Regions from separate parts of the Sus scrofa genome. Here regions 1 and 2 are each linked to region 3. The links are chromatin contacts, called in public Hi-C and promoter capture Hi-C maps. All regions are on one chromosome and are shown on one strand. The core of a region is the stretch at or near the end of the contact, and the rest is flanking DNA. Distances in the headings are between cores, read along the strand shown.

The links. Promoter capture Hi-C pulls out the DNA fragments that hold promoters and counts their contacts. A called contact is a pair of places that touch in the nucleus more often than the background predicts.
Region 1: a contact with region 3 is called in a Hi-C map of liver, with 4 times the contacts expected there. The contact joins the promoter of C6H1orf210 here to the promoter of MED8 in region 3. A contact is called at or near these places in 2 of 5 promoter capture datasets (both in liver) and 5 of 47 Hi-C or Micro-C datasets (embryonic fibroblasts, heart right ventricle, liver and 1 more).
Region 2: a promoter capture Hi-C map of liver shows a contact between it and region 3, with 2.8 times the contacts expected there. The contact joins the promoter of TMEM125 here to the promoter of MED8 in region 3. A contact is called at or near these places in 2 of 5 promoter capture datasets (both in liver), 15 of 47 Hi-C or Micro-C datasets (blood, embryonic fibroblasts, epiblast stem cells and 7 more) and 2 of 2 datasets of contacts at active chromatin or transcription factors (alveolar macrophages and skeletal muscle).

The regions. Positions count from the first base shown.
Region 1 is chr6:167,958,444-167,962,081 of Sscrofa11.1, forward strand. C6H1orf210 (type III endosome membrane protein TEMP) reads left to right here and starts at 1,402. Exons shown (of 4, transcript XM_003128075.4): 1 at 1,402-1,912; 2 at 3,043-3,135. LOC110261245 (a long non-coding RNA gene) reads right to left here and starts at 1,811. Exons shown (of 2, transcript XR_002345241.1): 1 at 1,649-1,811; 2 at 1-1,328.
Region 2 is chr6:167,976,309-167,979,922 of Sscrofa11.1, forward strand. It overlaps TMEM125 (transmembrane protein 125), which reads right to left and starts at 2,023. Exons shown (of 4, transcript XM_021096898.1): 1 at 1,222-2,023; 2 at 1-49.
Region 3 is chr6:167,859,877-167,863,281 of Sscrofa11.1, forward strand. It overlaps MED8 (mediator of RNA polymerase II transcription subunit 8), which reads left to right and starts at 1,473. Exons shown (of 8, transcript XM_005665484.3): 1 at 1,473-1,523; 2 at 3,145-3,263. The coding sequence starts at 1,518. SZT2 (protein SZT2) reads right to left here and starts at 1,445. Exons shown (of 72, transcript XR_002345235.1): 1 at 1,315-1,445. LOC110261243 (a long non-coding RNA gene) reads right to left here and starts at 1,308. Exons shown (of 2, transcript XR_002345237.1): 1 at 1,061-1,308.

The DNA of each region.
Region 1 (3,638 bases), core at 152-2,651, 98 kb after region 3:
TCTGCCCAGTAAAGAGAAAACACCATACTGTGTAGTCAGGGTTATGAAGGAGAAGGGCCAGGGTCTTCCAGGGGCATAAAAGAAGGAGAGAATCTAGAAGGGGTCTAGGGAGTTCCCAGCGTGCCTCAACGGAAACGAATCTGACTAGCATCCATGACGACGCAGGTTTGATCCCTGGCCTCACTTGGTGGGTTAAGGATCTGGCGTTGTCACGAGCCATGTTGTCGTTTGCAGATGTGGCTCAGATCCGGCGTTGCCGTGAGCCGTGGTGAGGTGGCAGACGTGGCTCAGATCTGGCTGTGGTGTAGGTCGGCAGGTGCAGCTCCCTGCCTGGGAACCTCCATATACCCTAGGTGTGGCCCTAAAAGTACAAAAAATGGGGGAGAGGTCGTCTAGATAAAGAGGGATCTAATCTAATCTAATCTGGGGCCTGAATGATAAGGGGGCCTGGGAGGCACCGTCAGCCAGGGGGAGGTGGACATGTTGGGGGGGGTGTTGGAGGAAAGCAGGGGTCCCAGGAAGAGTGCAGGCAAAGCCTGGAAGATGAGAGCCTGGTGGGTTCTAGGAGTAGAGAGCAGTTTGGTGTGGCTGCAGCACACAGTGTGACGTGTAGAGTACGCGGTCAAGGTCGGTGCCAAGATCTTCAAGGTCCTGCATGAACCGGTCTCTGCACTGCAGCCGCAGTAGTACCGTGGCCACTTGCAGACCCTTGGCCGCAGGCCTTGCTCCCCTGTGCCCTGCGAACTCCTGGGCCAGCGTGGCTAAGCTCCTGGAACACTTCCCCTAGACGCTTACTGAGAACCTCCCCAGTGTCAGGAGCTGGGAATCCAGAGGCTCAAACTTGGCCCCATCCTGGGAGAGCTCCCCGGCTCACAGGGGAGGCAGCAAGGGGAAGAAATATTTACAAGATATTTACAAGATAATGAGAAAAGAGCTGTGATAGGTGGAGCTAGTGGGGAGGCGTGGCTTGTGGGGTGGAGGTGGAGCTTGCCAAGGGGAGGCGGGGCTTGCTGGGGGATGAGCGCTCTGGGAAGGTGACTCCCTGAGGGTCTAAAAAAAACAGGGAGGCACTAGACTTGGGGAAGAGGGAAAAGGCAGAAGGCAGAAGTTCAGGGAGTTCCCGCCGTGGCTCAGCGGTTAGTGAATACGACTAGCCTCCATGAGGACGCGGGTTCGATCCCTGGCCTCCCTCAGAGATTAAGGCTCCTGCGCTGCCGTGAGCTGTGGTGTAGGTGGAAGACGCGGCTGGGATCACGCGTTGCTGTAGCTCTGGTGCAGGTTGGCAGCTGCAGCTCCGACTGGACCCCTAGCCTGGGAACCTTTTTTTCCTAAAAAGACCAAAAAAAAAAAAAAAAAAAAAAAAAAAGAAGAATTCAGAGCCTAGATTTGTGGGGTCACAGAATCCTTGAGATCCAGACGGGGGCTCCTACTCAAAAGACCTCTGAACTCACACTATTCAGTGACCTCCACATCCCTACAAACACACACACACTAACACACACACACGCACACACCCATTTTGGCAGCAGTTCCGAGTGTCCTTGGTCCCTCTGGCTTTGCCCGGAGCATGCCTGCCCCCTCCCCTCCGGTTCCGGTCCGCCGCCTTCACAGGCCTGCAGAGCTCCCGCTTCAAGTCTGGACTTTGTACCTGTTACCGGAAATTCACTTGTTTATCAGGGCCGCCCGCCGGAGCGGCTGCCTGCCGAAGACTGCCCCTCCTAGGGTCCGTGGGCCCCCTCTCTGGATCCCAGCTGCACGAGCCCCTCGCCCCAGCACCGGAGGTGGGGAAGAGGCCTGCGCCAGAAGGTTCTCGGCAAAAGCTGGGAAGATGTAGAATTAGTCCTCCCGATTGGAGGCGCTGCCCTCCGCCCTCACCTGCGGCTTAGGCCCCGCCTGCCCGCTGCGTCCCCAGGTGAGTCAAGCGACAGTTCTGGCCCGCCCCCTCACCTGGTCCTGCCGGCCCTAACCGGAAGCTCCTCCGCGGACTGTGCACAGTTCCTCCAGGTGGGGAGCAGAAGGGAAGACATTGGGGGGCTGGGAGGGGGAACCCGCAGATCTCCTGGGGCTCCTCGGAGCAGGAAAGGAGCCACAAATCAGGGTGGGGGTGTGTTTGTCGGTGGAAGAAATGGGACCAGAAGGGGTGCAGTGATAGCATGTGTGCCTGTGTGTTTGTGTGTTTTGTTGGCAAGAATTCAGAGGGACAGGGCGGGAAGGAAAGGAGTCCAAGTGAAATCTTAGAAATAGCAGGTTCAATTCAACTCATTTCAATTTAGCAATTTGTTCTGAGGACCCAGTGCCTAGTGTGGGGCCCACAGTGCACACCCAGTGAATGTTTGTTGATGAGTGGATGAGTGAATGATTTACCTCTCGTTTCTAAGCCCTCCCACCCCCGTATTCTCACGTCTCACAAACATGCACTGAGCAGCTGACTGCCAAGTTCTCTGCCAGCCCCTGGGCACACATTCACCTGTCCAGCCCCTGCCCAGAGAGCTCCCGTCTAGGAGCTGGCCGACTGTGACTGACAGGGCAGGACGGTGAGGGGGTGAGGAGGGGGTCCTGGGACAACGTCACAGGCAGGTATGGGGGATGGGGGACTCCACAGCTGAGGAGGGGGAGGCTGGGGAACAAGAGGGTGAGGCGAGGCGTGTGTGTGTGTGTGTGTGTGTGTGTGTGTGTGTGTGTGTGTGTGTAGGGAACTGAGGGAGGGAATGAATGCTGGACTGCAAGGGCCTGGGGAGCTCTCGAAGGATTTTTGAGCAGGGGGCTGATGGGGTCCGATTTGGGTCCCAGACCCGTCATCCCTCTGAGGAAGGGGTGAGAGACGTGTTCGGAGGCTGTTGCAAGAGTTGAGATGGAAGACGAAGCTGGTTTGGGTGGGCGGTGGGGTCAGGGTGCAGGGGAGGGCCACAGGCCTTCAAGGGATATCGAGAGGAAGAGCTCCCGGGGCTCAGGGACCGCTGGGAGGCAGGAGGAGGCTGGCGTGAGGACGGCCATATGAGAGAATATGACCGCTGTCCCCTAAAGTCGGCGCGTCTCTCCTAGGTCCTTCCCTCGCTTGGATGCTCCTCCCAGAACCCCCTCTGATTCAGTCGCTCTGCCCACAGCTTGTCTCCAGCCCGGCTGTTCACCCTCCAGGTACTTCCCTAACTCAGACGCTCTTCCTCTGGGTATTCCCCAGGTTCGAGTGCTGCTCCCCCAGCTGCTCCTCTGACTCCGATGCTCTTCCTCCAGTTAGTCCCTTAATTCAGCTGCTCCTCCAGATCCTCCCCAGCCCCGGAGACTCTCAGCCAGAGAACTTCCTGATGCAGTTGACCTGCCTTTAGCTACTCCCTGAAGGCAGCGCCCCACCCCCTGGGACAGAGGTGAATGGACAGGGGCGCTGCCTGGTGGGGGAGCAGGGCTCCTGACTCAGGGGCAGGGCCAGGGCTGCCCTGACTGTGTCTGGGGGCTCCTGTCCGTGTGGGGACTGGCGCCGTCATCCATGCATGGGCTCCGCTTTGGCCCCTTCGCTCCAAGCAAATGCAGTTGTCCCACCTCTGGAAGCCTGGACTGCCTCTGCCCCCACCTCCCAGCCTCAGTTTCCCAAGCCCAGGAGCAGCCTGGGGGCTGAGACCTGGGTTCAGATCCTGGGCCGTCGA
Region 2 (3,614 bases), core at 773-3,272, 120 kb after region 3:
CGCTCCAGCTCCGTTTCCGGGGGAGGTGCTTCATCTGCCTCACCTGCGCCTAGGTGAGCCCGAGGGAGGGAGGGGGAGGGGGACCAACAGGTGTTTTCAAGGCAGGGCCTGAGCCGATTGGCTGACGTGGCAGTGCTCCTTCAGCTGGGCTGAGGCATTCCTGGGAAGGGAGGGGCTTCTGGCTGCCGCTGTTAGGGCTCGAACACAATTCCCAGATCTGGGCAGCGGGAGGAATGCTGTCCATCAGCCCCAGCGCCTGGGCCCGAACCCATCCCCCAGCTCCAGCCCCTGTTTAGCCTTCGCTCCAGCCCTAAACGCAATCCCAACTGCAGTTTTAAACACTAACCAGAATTCCTAGCTCCAACCGAGGCCCCTACCCACATCTCAGCTGAACCCTGAATCTCAAATGCCAACCTTCTCCCCCAGCCCCATTTCCAAATCCCATTCTGGTCCCAGCCCTGGATCTCAACCCCCAGTCTGGCTTGAAACTTCAATTCTAAATTCTGGAATTAGGTCTCAGACTGCAACCTCGTCCTCCTCGGCCTTGACCCTTGTTCCTGAATGCAGCCCCCAAATCCCCACTCCAAAACTCATATCCTGCCTTAGCCTCAGATTCCAACACCAGCTGACCCCTGGACCCAGCCCCAGTACCTCCATCCCTTGGTGCTTCCCCTGGGCCAGAGCCCACAAGCCCCTCGCCCATTCTCCTTTGAACCTCAAGTGTCTGCCCAGGGGAGTCTGGCCCACCTGGGGAGGTGGGTTTTGAGCTTACAGGGAGGAGGAGGGGGGGAGGCTTTTCGGAGGAGAAATAGGAGCTCCCTTGCTTAAAACACGTGCAGAATGAACCCTTTGGGACAAACTCCACACTCCTTTGCAGGGCTTACAAAACCCCTGCCACCCACAGTAGGCCAGTCATTTGCCCCTGGCCCCTGCCCTCTCGCTGGAATGTGCATCGTTCAGTTATGCAGGCTCTGCCCTGCTCTGCCCTTCCGGTCGGTTTTTGAACTCACAGTTCCCTCTCCCTGGGATATTTACCATCCCCCAGCCTCAGTCTGGTTAACTCAGCTTCTTCAACAGAGATGTCACCTCCTCCAGGAAGCCCTCCTTGAGCTCCAGACTGGTTTAGGTACCTCTTTGGGGCATCCATGCCCCCTACCCCACCCCGTGCTTCCCTCACCACCACTCTCACCGCATGCGCTCTCATGGTCCTTCTTTTCTTACCTGGCGTTACCCCCCAGACACAGGGTTCCCGGTGAGTACAAGCTTAGCGCCTGTTTTCTAACTATCGTGGTGACCTCGGCAGGCAGCCCTGTGCCTGGCTCATGGGAAGTAATCAACCAGTAAATGCTGAATAAATGTGTCAACAGCACGGTGTAGGGTGTAAAGCAGGGAGCCTGTGAGATGAAGCTGGAAAAACAAATTTGGCTCACGTGGCACAGGGCCTTGAATGCCTTGGTGAGGCATTTGAAGGGTTCTGGAGTATAACAAGGTCTGCCTCTAACAGGTGAAGCTGGCACCACACCCCACACAGTGGCGAGGGGGGCTGGGTGGAGGTGGTCCCAGGCTGGGTGGAACCCCTGGTCGGGCCTCCTGCTCCCGCTCCTCCTGGTGTGTATGAAATCGGCAAGAAAACAAAATCGTAGGTGTCAGTCCATCATCAGCACACGAAATAATTATGCTGGACCGTCCAGGTTTCTCCTTGCTCTGTGGAGGTGACTGCGGGGGCTGGTGACAACTAGAGCAGGACCGTCCATCTAACAGAAAGGTTACACGAGCCACACTACGTAATTTAAAATTGTCTAGTAACCAGGTTAAAAAAGTAAAAAGAGACAGGTGAAACTGATACAATAACATTTTTCTTTACACCCCTTTCATGACATACACATAAGACACGACACCATAAAACTCCTAGGAGAGAACGTAAAACATTCTCTGTAGAAACTGCACAAAGGCTTTCTTGGGTCAGTCTCCCAAGGCAATCAAAATAAAAACAAAAATAAACAAACGAGACTTAAACATGCAAGCTTTTGCACAGCAAAGGAAATCATGAAAAAAAAAAAAAAAAAAAACAACCCTGAAAAGACGTGTCCATTGACAGATGAATGGATTAAGAAGATGTGGTATATATACACAATGGAATACTACTCGGCCATAAAAAGAACAAAATAATGGCATTTGCAGCCACATGGATGCAACTAGAGGTTCTCATACTAAGTCAGAAAGAGAAAAAGGCAAATACCATACGACGTCCCTTATATATGGAATTTAAACATGGCGCAAATGAACCTGTCTACGAAACAGACTCACAGACATGGAGAACACGCTTGTGGTTGTCGAGGAGGAGGAAAGAGGAAGTGGTGTGGACTGGGTGTTTGGCGCTAGTGGAGGCAAACCATTGCCTTTAGAAAGCATAAACCTTAAGGTCTTACTGTATGGCACGGGGAACCATATCCACTCTCCTGGGACAGACCATCATGGAAGATAATATAACAAAGAATGTAAAATCATTTTCTTTTAGCCACAAATATTTTCATTTTAACATGCAAATCATTAATGAGCTCTTTGCCTTTTATTTATTTATTTATTTATTTATTTTTGTCTTTTTGCCTTTTCTAGGGCCGTTCCCGCGGCATATGGAGGTTCCCAGGCTAGGGGTTGAATTGGAGCTGTAGCCACCGGCCTACACCAGAGCCACAGCCACGCGGGATCCGAGCCGAGTCTGCAACCTACACCACAGCTCACGGCAACGCCAGATCCTTAACCCACTGAGCAAGGCCAGGGATCAAACCCGCGACCTCATGGTTCCTAGTTGGATTCGGTAACCACTGCGCCACGACGGGAACTCCCTATTTGCCTTTTATTTTGTCCTGGAAATTCGCTGTGTTTTATACTTGCAGGTCTTCTCTGCTCAGTCCGGCCACAGGCGGCGGGCAGCTGCCTCACTGGACGGTGCAGCTCTAGGTGACTTCTCCCTCAAGGGTAAGTTGGGGCAGGCTGGATTTTGGGGACAACCACGTGGAGGTGTGCCCCTTGGCAAAGCATTATAAAGGAGTTCCCTGTCCCGGGACAAACGAGGGCAGGGGCCTGGCAGGGCCCGGCCGCCGGGTACTCCTCTGGCACGTCTGATGTTTATTTTTCCTCCGGGTCCGAGGAGGGACTGCTCCCAAACAGACCCTCGGGTCAGCTGCCCAGATAGAGCTGGGCAGGGGAAGGCATGCCATCCCCCCTTCTCCGGCTTCCCCTGGGGGTTCGAAGGGAACTTTTTGGGTGGAGGGAACAACGCCGAAAAGCTCTCTGCGTTTAAACATTGACTGAGGACGACTTTGCACTCACTCTGGATCTTGTCAAATACCTTGGAGCGAACGTGGTCAGGCAGGCTCCCGCAGGGCTGTTGAACTCTGTCCCCAAAGCAGAGGCTGTTGGTGCAGCTCAGATGGACGGTAGTGAAGGCGGGGGTGGGGTGGGGTTCTCGGGGTGGAAAGGCAGCAGCAGGCAGGGAGCGCAGATTCTAACTGGTCCCTTCACCCTGCAGCCTAGCTTCCCTGCTCCTACCACATTCCCAGCTCAGACTCTTCTCCACCTGGAAGCTATTGCAGTCCGGTTATAAGGTGGAG
Region 3 (3,405 bases), core at 223-2,722:
TATTTCACTACGACATCGCTCCATGTCCTCTCATTTTAATCCATAACAAAACATACTCCACATTCCTTCATGGATTTTTCTTATTACTGCTATTTCTGATGCATAGGCTACTCCGCCATTGATTCTTTTAAATAGGGTAGTTTCCTACAACCACGTTTAATCCTGGGTCTTGTTACATCACATGCCAAGGATCAGGAGATTTACCATCCTGTGGCAACTGTACTGCTTATACTGGAAACATTATGACCACCATACTACAGCAGACCACCTGTTTGGGAGTCTTAGCTCCGCTACTTAACTAGCTGTGTAACTTTGTTACCCTTAACATTTTGTGCCTCCGTCTCCTCAACTGAAAAATGGGGATAAATAATCACGTCTGCTTCTTCGGGTTGAGGGTATCAACTGATGGGGTAAAGCAGGACGACGCGGCACGCATTCGATATGTTATGACAACTCTTTTGTGTCATTTCATTTCACACGTCTCTCACCCTTCCCGTCTATCATATTCTAATACTGGGCACCTTTCCTGGTGATGTTCTTTTCAAACCAGATCTTCTAACTTCAAAACTTTGCTACTCCCTGGCTGAGGGTAGCACTTGGGTAAGGTACTTAACGTCTCTCACTTTCCAGTGTCTTACATATAAATGAAAGTGGACACAGCCACCTTCCTTGCACAAGTCTGAATAACACAATGCAGATCAAGTTCCTTGCATGGTCCTCAACAACTAAGGGATACCTCATGTGCATTTTCTGGTTTAAAATATGGGATCCTCACAAAACACCCTAAGACAGGTGTTTAAGAAGCAGGAAACAGTCAAGCCTTGCCCGAAGTTGCAGAGATGGCTACAGGGCAGCACCAAACGAAGTGAACGACGTTTCACTCCGAATCAAAAAAGAATCTATATATGTATTTTCCCCACGAAACCGAAGCTGCCTTTCAAAATCATGGCGCTGGAACTAAATTAATTCATGCTGATTATGTCATTCTAATACGTGAAGATATGAAGCACCAGCAAAGTAAAATCAAATTGCAAAATCAAAATAAAGGCTTTGTTAATACCATTAGGAAGTCGGAGAACCCGAGGGCCCCAGAGTTGGCGACGTGAATGAAATCTGAGCAAACAGAACAGAGCGACGAGCTTCTCCTCCAGCCCCCCAAGGAAAGTGCGGACCGCGGGGTGAGGAGATGCAACTGCCGGGCCTTCGGGGCGACCCCCGCCGCCCCCAGACCCGGAGGAGGCCACGGCCGCACCCGGCCGCCGGCCCCTCCCCCGCGGATCTCGGGGACCAGCGCTGCGCCCGCCCGCCCCTCACCTCCGGCTCCGGGCGCTCCGAGGCCATCACACAGCCCTCCCGCGCCGGCCCGGGCCAGAGAAGCCCTTCTGCTCGTGACCCCTGACCCGGCTGCCTCTCGCCCGAAGGAACCGGAAACGAATGGGAGGATCGAATCCCAACTTTCTGATTGGCTGACTTGGAAACCGGAAAAGGAAGTGGTTGACGCAACCTCTGCTCCCGCGATGCAGGTGAGGACCGGGTTGGCGCTCGTGACCGCTACTCAGCGTCGGGGTACCGGGACGGAGAGTGGGCTGGAGAAAGTGAGGAGCTGGAGCTGAGAGGAGTGGGTAGAGTCATCGGCCGACGGCTAAAGGGACGCGGGATGGAGGCGAGGCCCACTGGAGAGGGAGCGGCACTGATGACAGATGGGGGTGGAGCCCGGCTGGGAGACCGAGACGGCCCCTGAGTTGGGAGGGGGAAGGCGGCACCGACTTGCTGGGGGTGGGAAAGGGTCGGTCGTTTGGGAAGGTTAAGATGCAGTCCAACGAAGACAGCTCAAGAAGGTGCCGCATTGGCTCAGGTCCCGGCCCGGGCTGTTGAATGGCCGCTGTTGGCTGCCGACACAGCAGAGGATCGATAACTGGAGAGAAGCCCGAGAGTGGAAGGAATTGTGGGGCCGCAGTGACAAAAGCCAAACTAATATAGTCTGAGGCCAGTGGCTGGAACCCGGAATCAAGGCTACTGTCTTGTATATTGGCGAGTTCGCAAGGCAGTTCTACCTCCTTCCTAGCCTGTGCCCTGTGGTAGTTAAGGATGAAATGAAGTAAAGATGAAGAACCAAGATGGACAGGAAATGCTTGGCAGACAACCCCTCACCAGCATTTAAAATAGTTTAGTACTTAGGGGCATGTGCATTTTTGTTTTTGTTTTTCATTTGTCAGTTTCTTGCACCTGGTAGTCTGTCAGTAAATTTTTATAGCTTGACTAAGCTTGTGAAAGGGGCACAGGAATTTTGGCACAGAGATAAAATGAGTGCAGGTTAATGGAGTTCCTGTCGTGGCTCAGTGGTTAACGAATCCAACTAGGAACCATGAGATTGCGAGTTCGATTCCTGGCCTCGCTCAGTGGGTTAAGGATCCGGCGTTGCCATGAGCTGTGGTGTAGGTTGCAGATGAGTCTCGGATCTGGCGTTGCTGTGGCTCTGGCGCAGGCCAGTGGCTACAGCTCCTATTAGACCCCTAGCCTGGGAACCTCCATATGCCACAGGAGCAGCCCTAGAAAAGGCAAAAAGACCAAAAAAAAAAAAAAAAAAAAAAAAGAGTGCCGGTTAATTCAGCAAAGAGCTTGAAACAGCAAATGCTGAGGACAGAGGAAAGGGGGAAATGGCCGTGGTGGTGGCAGTGGCAGGTGTTCAAAGGAACCTTCACATGTAGGTAGATTTTTCAGAAATTGTGTCATTGGCAGGAACAGCCAGGCTCCCAAGGCAGGTTTAGGACAGCAGAAGTCAGAGTACCTATGCTGCAGAGTGGCACAAGAGATAATGACCCCGAGGCATTAGGTCTGCTGTGTCTGCTCAGTGAGTGAGAGTATAGTGTATGTGATAGGAAACCAAGCACGGATTAGGGGTGATGAGAGAAAGGAACCAGCAGGTAGGAGGAATTAGGCCAGGCGAGTGGGTTGAAAGGTCTGAGGGTTGGTGCTGTCTATAACCCTGATACCAAAGATAGAAAACAGCCTGGCTCTCCCTGTGCCAGTGAGATCCTGTGTCACATGACTGGTGTTGCGCACTGTCATCCTGGCTTTTCAGCCCGCCTCTGTGGGCACCACCCTCACCCTCATCTGAGTAACATCCTATTCCTGTTGGTGCAGAGGGAGGAGAAGCAGCTTGAGGCATCATTAGATGCACTCCTGAGTCAAGTGGCTGATCTGAAGAACTCACTGGGGAGTTTCATTTACAAGTTGGAGAACGAGTATGACCGGCTGACCTGGTAAGCAATGCCAGGGCAAGCTGGGGAGGGCTCCATGGGTGGGGGGGGCCAGGTCACCAGGTGGATAGGACATTGCCAGTGATGTAAACATTTATCAGTTTGCAAACATCTTTTGATTTAAAAAGAGCTGAGTTTCCCAACG